Regions from separate parts of the Dromaius novaehollandiae genome. Here region 2 is linked to region 1. A link is a contact called in public Hi-C data. All regions are on one chromosome and are shown on one strand. Each heading gives the region's core, a stretch centred on a gene start, on an enhancer-like site or on the middle of the called end of the contact. The rest is flanking DNA. Distances are from core to core; before and after follow the strand shown.

Evidence for each region. Hi-C and Micro-C count contacts between places; a contact is called where the count stands out from the background.
Region 2: a Hi-C map of liver shows a contact between it and region 1, with 7 times the contacts expected there. The contact joins two enhancer-like sites. A contact is called at or near these places in 2 of 4 Hi-C or Micro-C datasets (brain and liver).

What each region holds. Positions count from the first base shown.
Region 1 is chr4:42,794,234-42,801,304 of bDroNov1.hap1, reverse strand. RAPGEF2 (Rap guanine nucleotide exchange factor 2) reads right to left here. Exons shown (of 29, transcript XM_064510913.1): 2 at 5,687-5,757; 3 at 762-818. Among named protein-coding and RNA genes, the nearest start is that of RAPGEF2, 59 kb to the right of the region's middle. Within about 2 kb of position 3,239, at least 2 of the 2 cell types and tissues checked have open chromatin away from gene starts, as enhancers often do.
Region 2 is chr4:42,935,986-42,943,056 of bDroNov1.hap1, reverse strand. No RefSeq gene overlaps it. Among named protein-coding and RNA genes, the nearest start is that of RAPGEF2, 200 kb to the right of the region's middle. Within about 2 kb of position 3,101, at least 2 of the 2 cell types and tissues checked have open chromatin away from gene starts, as enhancers often do.

The DNA of each region.
Region 1 (7,071 bases), core at 1,990-4,489:
CTAATCTACCCACCTGCATTCTGACTTCGCGCATTTCCCATGCATAACTGATCAGTTAATGCATTTCATTAGACAGTAATCTAAACTTGCAGAATGGTTAAAGTGTGGCATAAAAATTTGTTCACATCTTCCTCATGATAGTCAGTACAGGAAAAATACGTATGTATAAAAGAAGCCATACAGATGCATTATTTGTATATGTGGTGGATATAAACATAGAGATGATACCAAACAACCCAGAAAAAGTGCATTTAGAGCATAGGTTAGCTGCAGTAAGTGAAAAATATGATAAATGTATTGTTTCAACAAGCTGTTTGCACAAACAAAGAAACTGCAGTCTTCAGTTTTCTATTGTAAATCTGAAATGACGTTAGATCACATCCCTGCTAATTATAAGCCATGTTAGATTTGTGGATTTGTCACCTTTGGCACAAGAAGCTGGTCACTACTACTATGACAAAATAGATGCAAGACCAAATGACAACTTACTCTAATGAGAAGACATCCCACATCCGCTAGTCCTGCATAATCTCACTGGTTACAAAAATTAATACAATGTACTTCGCCAAGCAAGAGTCACTATTAGCTCTCTTGTTGACACCAGCAAATTTTTCCACTGTTGAATTATGAAAATGAGGGAGCTCGTTTGTGTTTACAGACTATGCACTGAGTGAGGGAGTTGGCATTAAACCCGGTCTTTAACACTTTTCAGAATGAATTAATTCTTTGAACACTATGTGAAAGGAAGGAGAAACACTTACTAGTACAGAACTTCATTTGCTTCATGCCTTTCATATCTAACAGTTTCGCACATCAGTCTGAAAGAGAAGGAAAGAAGTCATTTTTTAATTATGATTCATATCGGTGTCACAAAAGACTTCACTTTCCAAAGTTAGTCAGCACTTCCACACTTGCCTCCAGCACTTACAGAAACTACGATCAATTTTAAGCTAAGCTGATTCTTAATTTAAAAAAATAAACTGTTAAGTCCAAGTATTAAAGTTATTAGCTCATCCATTATCATATTTGATTTAGGATCTTGGATGTAATTGCTTCCATTAAAAAAAAAATCTATAAAATGGGCAAAGTGATATTGATCTCATTTTTAAAGTGATCTGATAAAAACATGTTACTTTATTACGAAACAATTCACAATTTTAGAAATGGATACAAACTTACAATATGTAATACTGATCAGAGACACCATGATATAAGCAATCCTTCCTTTTTCAAGTCAAGCCCAATAGATAAGACAAGAAATTACGTCACGTGGTAATCTGATGCTTCTCAACCTGCTAAAATTAAGAAACTTAACCTAAAAATTACCAAGAGATTTTAATGCTGAGCTCCCAGTGAGTTAGAAGCAGAAAGAATTTCCTGCAGGAAAATCTTCTCCGTCTAGAGGGGAGGATTAAACATTTTTGCATTCAGTATGTGCCTGACAAACATGGCATAATAGAGAGTAATTATAGAAGAGCTTACCACATATTAGGAAATGCAAAGTTAATTTTGTGTTAACATCAACACAACATTTCTTTCTACTGTCTCAAAGAAATGCACACTGTAAATTTTTGGGGGGTGGGGAAGAAACAAAACCCACCACCTCCCTTGGACCCACACTGGCACTGAAGGAGACTGCAAGCACCAAGGCGATTTGACAGACAAGCATACAGAGATTTGCTTAAGAGGCTCACACAGGCATTAAAGTGAGGAACTATATTTAAATTTGGAGAAGAAATCCTAGCTCCTTGCAGAATTAGTCATCAGAACCTCGATGTACCAATGACCTGGAGCAGACTCCAATGATATCATGAGACAAAAAACCTCTCAAGTGCTAATGAGCAGACAGGTTGATTTGAGGCCCAAAGGAGTAGGTCTGAGTTTCGTGTAAACTTTAAAGGGCTTCTTACTGCCATTTCCCATGGCATTTCCTGAGTTCACTGATTTCAGCAGCCAATGTGCTGTGGCAGGAATTACCTTAGCACTCCCTTCTTTCAAGATTTTACTTATTGGTTCAGTCCACTAAGAAATAACACTTTTCTGTCCACAGTGATAGTGGTTTATTGACAATTCATAATCTGTTAATAAAAAATTTTGAGTTGTTCATCTGTTTGCTCAACAATCAAGTTTTGTTATCACAGCCTTCCCCCTATTCTCCAGTATTTACTCAATGATCTATGCACTATGGAGTCAACCATTTCTGAGAGCCTTTCTTACAAGCAATTTCCAAATAAAATTTCTGCTAACTAAAACACTTTTTGCTTCCTTGCACAGCAAGCAGCATTTTGAACCTCAGACTTTCTCTTTTTGAGACAGTGTCCACCAGCAGAGGATTAAGTCTTGCCAAAATTCGTTACAGACCCAGAAAAGCTACTGTCTGCTTCAAACCCTAAGGTCTTCATACTCGCTCTGATCCTCTGTTTTGGGAGGGAATTTGAGGGTGGGCATGAGGTTACTGGTAACAAGATCATTAAAGGCATCAGAAAAAAAAAAAAAGAAAGAAATCTTTGCTAGGAACAAGTTTTAAAAATGAAAATACTGTTCAAGGAACATGCAAGACAGTCTATACCCTGTTGGTCAAAAAAGATTCTGGGCAATAGGCCATCTAGGAGTAGGAGTTATAGGAAACAGAATCACTTTATTAAACAAGCAAGTTTTGTTCCCCTGTGAATTTGGAGCAAAGGGAATGCATTCTTCATTCAGTCAAGCGAGTTCACCACTCCACACTGGCACTGCATGCGAGTTTTATGGTGTTTTGATATGATTGGATAGTAATAAATAGCTGGAAAAGCCTCTCTTACAGGAGAGAGCCAAGTGTGTCAATCCTGGTATTAAACTGAAACAGTCAGAAGTTACAGTTACTGAACAGTAGAAACTATATTACCTCTTCAAATATTTAGAAAATAGCATTAATTCTGGCCAATTCGAGTGTTCAATTTTCACTAGAATATGATCTTTGTCCACCTCCTGAACAAATGTAATAAAGTCAAGATTATATCACATCAGCAGGCTGTAAGTTATTCACTACTAAGGGCTGTATTTAATACACTAGTTCTAATGCATCCCAGAGGTATTTGTGGCATCTCGCTGCCACAAGAAATGCTGTATCCTCAACAACACTATAAGGACTTTTTCTCCCACAGTTGCAGGGGAATCCAGCATTTCCCATGTATGGTACTATAAACAGAAGCTCTCTTCTAGGAATTCACTGTGCTGGGAGAGCTACACAAGTTCCACACATTCCTCAGCAAGAATCTCATTCTGGACAGGAAGCCAAAAACCACATATCAACATATCGTGCAACCATATGTGCATACTTTGGTCTTTGTTAACAAGTTAAAAGTCAGTTCAATTCCAGCTACGCGGAACTGGATATATTAAAAGTCCTGCATATGATAGTGTAACAGAAAACACTAACGGAGTATAATCATGTCTTCCTTCCAAAGCAGATGTAATTACACAGTTTTTAAGTCAACAGTCACATTGCAAAATGTGTCTCAAGCACTTCAAGGAAAAAAAAGCCTTGTATTTTCTCAAAATTGCAAAACAGTGGCTACAATGACAAAGCAAGAGGCCAAAAATTAGCACCTAAAAAAGCGTTATTCAAGTCAAAGTCAGCTTCTTCAGCAGATGGCTTCAGCATCTTCAGGTGTGGCAAATGTTGGCAAGCCCCAGGAGGTTAAATATTAGTAATTTACCCCATTTCCTTGTAGAGCATACAGGAGATGTGCCAGCTTCCTTTTGTATCCCCCAGCCCCACACCGATGTCCAAATACTACCATCTGAGATTTCTGCAGGTAAGGTGTTTATGTGAGGGCAACTGAAACAATGCCTTAAAGTCAAACACATGCACATCTTTAAAAGAGAGAAATTTCAAAAGCTTTTACTTGTATTTCTTTCCTTGAATTTTAAGCCACAAAAACATTGTGGCTTAAATTAATAAAAAAAATCTCAATTATATTTATTAGTAGTTTTTGTGACTAAGTATCATTTGCATGTGTAGTACATAATTTGTCTAAAACTTCTGCACAATAGCAAACACAAATTAACACAGAACCTGAACAACAGATTCTGTTATTACAGTACATAAACGATTAGGGCTATATATGGACTTTCATTCAGGACTGGAACTTGTACTTTGTATGTACAGCATTTACTTCTAGTCTGAAAGTCTGAAAAGAAAAAAATGCATGCGTAAGTGAAATTAGAGCAGCAAGCAGGGATACACACATATAACATGAAAGTGTAGGTATAACAAGGCCAATATAGAAAAGAAGAACAGCATACAAAAAATGGCCAGCTTTTCGATTTGAGGTATGGCACAGAAAAGTGGTGTACCATTACCAAGATCTCTGCTCCTTTGCTTTGTTAGTGCATCAGTATATATTAATGCATTAAATATTCCAGCAATAATGTTTCAATAAATGCTAAGTTAGTACAGTTATGACATACAACTACAAATCACCACATTTTTCTGACAGCTGAAAGTTTGTTCCTAGTAGAAATTTTATTTTACAGCCAAAAAAAGAGAGCAACATCTTTGTATTTGTTTTAACTGAATTTTAGTTTCCTAATAATTTCACCATATGTCTGTCTGTCATGACCACATCTTCACACAGCACCTTACTGTGAAGAATTTCAGCTGTCATGGAGGATTAAATTTAAAGTCTGTTAAATGACTTTCTAATCAACTAAAACTACAGATTATGCTAAGAATTATGAATCATCTGGACGTGGGAGTGATGAAAAGATGTGTAAAAAGTGTTCCTATAGGAGCTGGAGAATTCAGCTCTGAATTTTAGTAACAGAGGGAGATTCTAAACAAATTGCACTTGTCCTCTACCCATCTCCAGTCTCTCCATTTCAGGCAGAAAACTGGCCCCTTTACTTTTCCATAGTGCTCCCCACAAAATCCTCAAGACTATCATATCTTTCTTTTCCAATCTCTCTTCTCTATTCGAAACTTCCTCAGTATGAAAACAGAGGGGAGGAATAACCATAAAAGAAGGTCTGCCGAAAGACAGCTTAAGATATAGTGCATGCCTCTGGTATAAACTGCTTAGCTGTCCAGATACTCAAGGAACAGAAAATTTGGAGACTGAGGTACATAAGGGATTTCAATTGACCTTTTCCATGGGAGAGGGGAGAACGGGACAGCCAGATACATCTTGCTCTAATCTTCCCCTCTCAGAAGCAGATGAAAAATCATTTCCATTGGGCCTCTCTAAATAAATTCAGGTTTGGATGCATATCTAGGATGGAAAAAGTTTTACACCGAAGAGTTTGAACTGCAGACAAAACTACAAGCAGTTGAAAATATTTTAAAAATAGAAATGTTACAAATTTCTTCATTGTATTCAACCTTGACGACACTTCCTCCCGTAAAAGGGAAAACTTGCTGTAATAAGTAAGTCTGTAATAAAAATGATGAATTATTTCATACCAACCACGGAATTCTGGTTTAATTAAATGCAAGTGTAATGAAAAATGTCTGCAGCCAACTTGGCCTTTCTGATGGAAGGGTCAACATGCAAGTGATGAACAGATGATTAAAATACTATTTCCAAATTTTATAAGAAAATAAATCATATCTTTACAGTTATGTCTATAAGAAATACATGTTTCTACACAACTCTGACCACCTTTCTCCACACACAAGCAGTAGCATTTTGATAAAGTATCCTACCTTAGCTGATGTTCTCTCAGATTAGACAAGGCTTCCATTCCATGTAAATAGGAATACACAATCTCCAAATCCTAAAAATATATGGGAAACACATATTAGAATTCTCAAATGGGTACAAATTATTAAAATACTGTTTTTGTAAAGCTTCTGGAGTTCTCCTAGTATGGGCAACAGGAGCATTTGAAATAGCACATTTACAAGAGGTTAAATGAATAACTTTGATTATATTTTGGAAATCTACAAGGGGAAGAACGATGCTGTCCACATCATAAAATATAAATAGGAAGACCTTTACATTTTGGCTGTCACTACTCACGTTCAGTAAACGAGTCGGGTCCAGAATTCCAGTACTTTGCAACTACTACTGCCCTCCTTCCCACTGCCAACATACTTAAAACCTTAATTTATTTTGCAAAGCAAGTTCATGGGAAGTAGTCTTTTTACGTTCAGGGGAAAAGAAAAAAAATCTGATAAAATTCCCACTGTAAAAAAAAAATCTGAAATTATATCCTCTTCAAGTGGAAGGTAAATTACAAAATATATATTTAAACGAGAAAAAAGCTCACCATGAACAGAAAATTACTAAGATGATTAAAAAAATGAATACAATCCTAGTTACACAGCAAAGTTTAAAAGTCAAGACAAATTCAACCAAAACAATTGTTGTGGACATCAGATACTCAGCTCACAAAACAACACTGATGAAGAGAGAAAAAGAACATCCAAGACTAAAATTTAGCAAGATATAACTATGGAAACCCTGAGGTTTTGCTAATGTTGTCCTTAAGCCACTGGAACACTTAAGAAAACTTCCATGCTGCCCACAACTGTTATAATGACTTAACTTTGGCTCATGGATTTCATGTTGTTTCATCATTCGTTTAGGAAAGCGGCTGGTTAGGAGACACTATCACCCACAATTCATTGAAAAATCAGAGTAGGGGCTTGCAACCAATAGCTGGGACTGACATCGATACCAAATACTCCCGTAGCTCACTAGAAAAAGATGTTTTCAAGCAGCGAAATAGATCAAAGCTAATTATTTGTGACAGATTATGCCATCAGGAGAATTCGTCGGTTCAAAATGGAAAGTGAAGTACAGAAATACTTCAGTTTTCCGACACACTGAAAGCGCACAGATGTGGTATCTTGGTGAAAGACTTCACTCCTGAAGTCACACACAGAACCTTGATTTAAGTGAGAAAAATAAAGATAAAATCTAGTTAAAAGTATTAAATGTACAAACGTTACTGTACTTGTCTAAACCACAGCGTGGATCAGAAAATACACTAGGAGTTGCAATCAATGGTTGAGACTAAATAAATGTCTGTCATTTGGTATACACCATTTGAGAAAGCAGAAGAAACGCACAAGCCAAAATCCTG
Region 2 (7,071 bases), core at 1,852-4,351, 140 kb before region 1:
TCCCCAACAGCCATAACAGCATGTAGAGCATGATTATAATGTAACAGATTGCAAAACAGAAGAGACAGGTTCGCTTGTAATAAGGCCCTTATGTTAATACAGTGACAGAAAAGATGGGTTCGCTTGTACACAATGCTTGTAGCAAGGCCCTTCTGTTAATACAGTTAATTCTTTCAGAGGTAAGTTCTCTGATAACACTTCCTACAGACATTTTTAGGAGCTTGATTACACAAGCAAAATTTAGTGAAACTACACTTTGCAAATGATACGTGCTTTCAGCAGGCAAGAGCAGGCGCACAGACAAAGCTAAACGTCGTGCACAAGGAGCTGGCAGGCAGGGCTACAGAAAGCTGCTCCGGATGTCAGGGAATAGCTTAAGTAGGCAGATATACATTCAGCAATGCAAATGCAAACATTTTAAATTATTCCACAGGGATAATTTGCGTTTAAATCCCTCAGGAAGTGAATTCATTTCTTTGCTAGGCCTTCCAGAAGCCATTCTGCTGAGCAGCATTTACACTTAATTTTGAGATTTTTTAGAGCTACTCAATTTTTTCACAGATTTGAAGTTATCTTTTTAGCCAGCACTGGTAGTACCTTCCAGAGCAATGTATTTTCTGTCTTAATATTGACAACATTCATCAGGTCACTGTTCCTATGTGCCTCCCACCACTAAAAAGTATTAGCAATTTTTTATTTTCTAGAGGCAATGACTGAGTAGTCAAGCAGAACACCAGCTCGGGAGCAAAGCTAGTGGGAACGTGGGTCTGTTTGCCAAATGCCTGCATAGCAGCCCTCATCCAAGGGGGCCTGCTGACAGCCAGGAAAGATGCAGTGACACACTTGTTGCTGAGGGATCAAGTTGAGAACAGCCACCTGCTGTCAGCTTGCTTTTATATATATATATATATACATATATATATATATATATATATAAGGCTCACATTTGGTGTACGTTTTTTCCAAAATAGCCTCAGTGCCCAGATTTTTGCTTTCTAGTTCTGATACTGTAATAAAGCAGCTTGAAACATGCTTCTCAATAGCAGATTCTACAGAGGGCAAAAAAACCCTCCAAAACATTTCATTATTACTGAAATCTGTAAATTTTCATAACCCTCGTTACGTGTTTATGACACTACTCTTCCTTTGTAAATAACTTTAATTTGCTACACAGTACTCTATTCACATACTGCTCATACCTCTCTGAAATCTGACAACATCCCTAGGATAACTAGTCTCCCTATAGCACATAGACAACCGTAGATGGAAAGCATTGGCCTTCAAGGAAAGTATAGGCCATCTGAGCAAGTCCATGGAGAAATAAGGGTAAGAATTCAAATATTTTGTATCCCCCTTTTCTTTTCAGTTGCTATCCTATTTTTAGGTTGTATCTTTTGATACTGGCGCAGTAACTGCACTCTACAGAGAACACTAAGCATCACTGAAAAAATTTCAAACTGCATACGGCCTGCATCCCAATTAATGAATGTATAGCAAAAATTTGGTGCCAATCAGCAAATAAATTTGCAGAGACCAATATTTCATTCCAGAAGAGACCTGAGTTCCAGAGATCACTTATTAGCTAGTGGGATGTTTTACTGTGATTAGAGTTCATTTTGGATGCAGTGAGATTTGGAGTTTGTTATTTCTCCTTGCCATGAGCCTAATACTTCCAGACTCAAATAACTGTGATTTTTGTGGGACAGATCTATCTAAGGATGAGGACAGATACTTTTAGGAAGGCTCCAGTATCCTCAAGAAAAGAGCTTCCTCCTTCCGGAAAAGAAACAGAACCAAAAAAGAAACACAGCACAGTGCAGACATACCAATTTAGTTAACATTTTGTTTAAATCTCTTGCTATCTGAGGAAATCTAGTGGTGACATCTTCTAGGTTTCCCCTTTTGATGGCTTTATCACTTTTTTTTGTTATAGTAAGCAGAAAAGATGAGCAGAGAGATGTAAAGTCATATTAAGTGCTCAAAATTGTTTACATGTGCTATCTTCTGTGATAAAGGAATTTGAGAAAAGACACTGCATTAAAAAAAAGTTAATCAAAATGTTGCTTCATTATCTTGTAGATTTACTCTTAAGAAAGTATCCTCAGAAGGATGTGCCTCCATCTGAAGGCTGAAATTCATCAAGAGTTCAAGTTTAAAAAGATTGCAAATCCAGAACTAGCTCTTCTCTCATCTTCCACTTTTTTCCTTTCTGCAACACAGCTTAACGGAAGACCAGCTGCCAGGCTGTGTAAAATACAAATTCTGCAATCACCAAACCCAAGATTTTACAATCAGATTATTAAAGCCAAAACTCCTAAATTCACGCTTAGAGATTATGGCATTTTTTAAATGGTTGAATCCTACCAGTGCTCATTAACGTACTTTGCTGGGATAAGGAAAATGGGCAAAACTGAACTTAGTTTTGCATTTAAACATAATTAAGCATCTTCTATATTGATTCAACATGATTGTGAATAGTATGCTGTTAGGAATGGATCCCAAAAACCTAGCAATTTCACTCAGGTCACAGGCTTCATCTTCATTGTAACCATCGCCAAATGCAAACAGGATATACAGGCTGCTAGAAGCTCATGTGAGCTTGAGGGTTGACTACTCAAAATGAGAAATTAAGTATGTTGAAGGCAAACCCTTTGCTTGTAACAGCTTAAGTAGGATTACAATTTAAAGCACCACACTCTTAATGCCTCCGTATCTGTGGACGTGCTAACCACTGCTGAGAACTCGGGGATCGCTCACGATCACCGTGTGGCAGAGAAATGGCAATTCTGACACCTCACGACACAGCAAATGGCACCTCTCATACACTGGTGGGAGCCATGTGCGGAGAGTAAGCTCTCTCCTAAAATGCCGTCTGCTCTACTAGCTGCGTAGCGAAGGCAGCTTCCCCAGTGAAGGAAGAGCCAATTTCCGTTACGAAACGATCGCTCAGAACTCAAAGGCTTTTGCAGCACCATCATTAGAAAAAATAAAAATCTTCCTACAGCCTTTTAGATAATCAGAGACATGCACTGCTCCATCTTCGCAAGCAAACTGAAAAATCACAAAATAAGCTTTTCAGGTTTCCCTCAAGTGCAGTACCTCAGAGCCAGCACATGAGGTCTCTAATAGACACAGTGACTCATTCCTCCCCTTATACTTTACTAAAATTAGCCTTTCACAGGTTAGCTTTGAAATCTCTCAGACCAAAACAGCTAGACGCACATAAACAAGATGTCAAACCCTCAAGCTGTGAGTTTCATAGGAAAGAAATGCAGACCTGACAAAATATTATTTTTACAAATGTGAAAAGTATTGCTACATTTCTGCTGTGGGCACACAGGGACATCCTCGGAGCAGTCACGCTCTCGTTGCTCATAACCCTTGAGCTGCCTCCCTTCTCATCGTGCCTTTCCTTTATTTGATTTCTACTCTACTTGTACTGACTTTACTGCCTATTTAGCCTATATAGCACATGGATTAACATGCTTTTATTGCAGCACATTGCACTACTTGTGCACAAACTGGTATCAGGAATTTTAGGAAAACAACCTTGATTCCCACTCCTCTTTGTGACTTGCTCTATCAGTTTCTCTGTGTGATGTTATCCAGTCCAGAATTGTTATTCTACAATTGTTTTTTAAACATCTGTTAAAAAGGCAGCACATATTCCATTCACAGGTAAGAATCTGATCTTCTGTCTCCATATAGAATACAATCAAAGAAGGCAACAAATATCCCCAAATTACTGTGCTTGCCTTTAGTCTTGTTTGCCCCAGCACTCTGTTTATCTGTAAATACGTTGTAGGTATAGACGGTTTGTTACCTACTGCCTTGTAGATGAAAGGGAGACCTTAAAGGACGAGATCAAAGTAATGATCAGCAAGCAGAATCAGCCCATCAGTTTATAAACATAATTTATCCTTATGAATACAATTTCAATTCGAAAGCACAAAATGCTAAAACTATTACCTTCAGGTATTAATTCCAATGGCATACTTTACGCGGTAAGTTTCTCATATTAGTTGTATACTTTGTTCTCTCAGTAATACTGTTTTTTAAAACCATTGTATCAGTCGTTTACAGCAAGAAATGGTATCTGCAAACTCAAGATACCTAATCTCACCTGATTGCTGTTTCTAGCACAGATGACTGGTGAAAGAATTGCTGCCACTCTCTCTTACAAGACTAAGCACATTCAAGATTACTACATTTTTTGTGTGCATCATCCACACAGTGTGTGTTGTGGTTCAGCCAGAACATGAGTATACCTAAAAAACTGAGAGCGCACGGGACCTGTGCGATGCCCACTGTGCAGCTTGCACTAATTACCTTCCTCGCCCATCTTGCTCCTGAGATGAAACATGATATTTTGTATTAAAGGTGGAAGCTAAAGTCATTGTTTGCAAGAGGTAAAAGGTGAAGACTGAAATCAGTGTTATATCTGTACACTTTCTCCAGCCCATTATAACAATGGAAGCCTTAGTCATTCCATCACTAGCTTTTTTCTTTAAATATGGATGAGGTGAGAATATTATCAATAAATAACTGAATTCTCATCAATGAAAACCACTAGTTATTGGAATAAGAATACATGCTATATCATCAACATACAGTATTCTATTAAGTATATATTTTTAGCGGATTTGTGAAAGGTATTGATTGGGTGCATCTGGCCAATTCCTTGTTTCTAAAATCCCAGCACATTTCATTTATTAATATCTCAGGTGAAACAAGGTGACCTTCACTAGGTAAACAGTGTTTTTTAAACTACTTAAGTGTGCATCTATAATTAAAAAAAAAAATCTACAGAGAATGGGCATTTTTTTTTAACCTTGGCTATGTATGAATGTGCTTTCAGAAAGAAAAAAGGACTTTTGTTTACTAGAGAAGTAAGAGTTATACATTGATATTCTTTTACAAACACACACTCCCTCTCTCAAGGAGCCTGCAATCTAAATTAAGCATCCATATTTGATGCAGTAAGTGAGAGTAAACAGCAAGGAGGGACAGCAATGAAGGGCAGACTGTGCTGACACAGAACAGTGAGGGCTCATATATTAAACAAATATTGGTATAGGCTAAATTTGCAAAGATACAGACATATATAGCTGAAGCGAGAAGGAAAGCAGTAAAACAAAGCATGAAACAAAACCCAAACTCCAGAGCATCAGCAACAGCAATTTGACGATCCTAGCTGAATAATCAAAAAACAACACTGATCGCTAGGCTAAGTCAGCTTTATGTCCTTGTTTCAACAAGGACACAGAGCAGACAAGGATTCACAGTGTGCTGGAAATAGGACAGCCCACGAGAGTGCCTGCAGCCCATCATGCCACAGCAACTTGAACTACTGTCAAGCAGTTCATTCGGCACGAAGCGGGGACATGACCGCTTTCAGCAGGCCAGCAATTTGCCTGCTTCCCCTCTACCTTTTATGCACACTTTTTCTGAGCATCAGAAACGTACCAAAGCTCACGTTTCACCCGCGATGCTGTTTGGTAGTGACCCGTGCCAACATGCAACCTTGGCAACCCCCTCCATGGGGGCCGAGGGCAGGACCTTCTCAGGGACACAGCGCAGAGATCACTACAGACTGGGCTAAACTAGAGCCCTTTCTGCTGTAGAAAGTAAAGAGCAAATTGTGCAGTCACTGGGATCACTCACTAGAACAAAATGCAGCTCACATCTACATGTACACTGAAAGACTGTTATACCTGCAACACTGGATGATATCCGGTGGAGTGGTCAGGAAGGGGGAGGTGGGAATTAAAGGTAGGCCACCTAATTGAAAGGACTGTGACCTTTGCCTAATACACTTATAGAAACCTTTCTAAAAAAAAAAATCATAGCTTGATTGTTTTCCCACTGATCAGAAATGAGCATGTTTCTCCTTTCTACAACATCAGATCTGGAGAGTACCAAATACATATCTAGATAGTTATGCAAGTCTCCATTTGGCAAGGACTGGAAATGAAGACTAAAGAAATCCTAGTAACTATCTGCAGCAGAAACAGTGGCAATCTGCACTAGCCAAAGGTATTAAATTTCCCGAACACACAAAAATATTCCTTTAGGAGCATCGTTTCAGGACAGCCAGTATCACTACACAGTAAGGAAGAATGTTTTAAGACAATGACTAGCAAACAAGACGTTATAGAATAGGCTGCTATGGGAAACCACAAGTTCTTCAGGCACCTGTGAATTGTGTGAAGAATTAATCATTATTACTGAACAAGCCAGGCCTTGTTCCAGAAAAATCAGCATTTTCTTTCGTAGCCATCTGCCTGCATGCTGAGATGTCTCTTCCAGAGAAAATGCCCTGCTTGTTGGTCAAAGACTAACAACTGCTAACTACTGCAAATGAAATTACACCCAAGAGAAGCCCATCTCAGTGTCAAGCCCATCTTGTGCATATAGCATTAGTATGCTTCAAAACAAGAAAGACAAACCATTTGCAACATTTGGACTAGCACCAGATGCAAAGACAGAGTATCAGCACATCAGCAGACAGCAAATGTGTTCAGCTACAATTTCTTCGACAGAATGAGGAGAAGAAAGCAAAATTTCAGCCAAAGCTATTAAAATTACATAAGGACACAATCATTAGGACAACTTAGTTTACACCTAAGAGGAGAATAAAGGCTGACATTTCAGGTACAAAAAAACCCCCTCACAACAACAAAAACCAGACACGCACACATAGATATTCCTGATTTCAGTTAAAACACATGAATTCAGAAACCTCAGTGATGCTAAACCTGATGCAAATGACTCATACAGTAGTTAGGCAAGCAAAAAACAAAACACAAAAACACACCACTCAGAACAATGTACTGCAACATCCCAGCCAGATGTCTTCCAGGTGTGATAAATCTGCAAGAATTTAAAAAGCTGCAGAGTGTGCAACACCTATCTCAGAAAGAACTCACTGCACTCAAAGAAATAATAAATTCTGGAAAACAAAGACAAAATTGCTGAAATTAGACACATAAACCCAGACCAGCTGTAGTAAAGATGCCAAAATGACATCTGTGTCAGATTCAAGCAATTTAAACAGAGACTAAAACAACT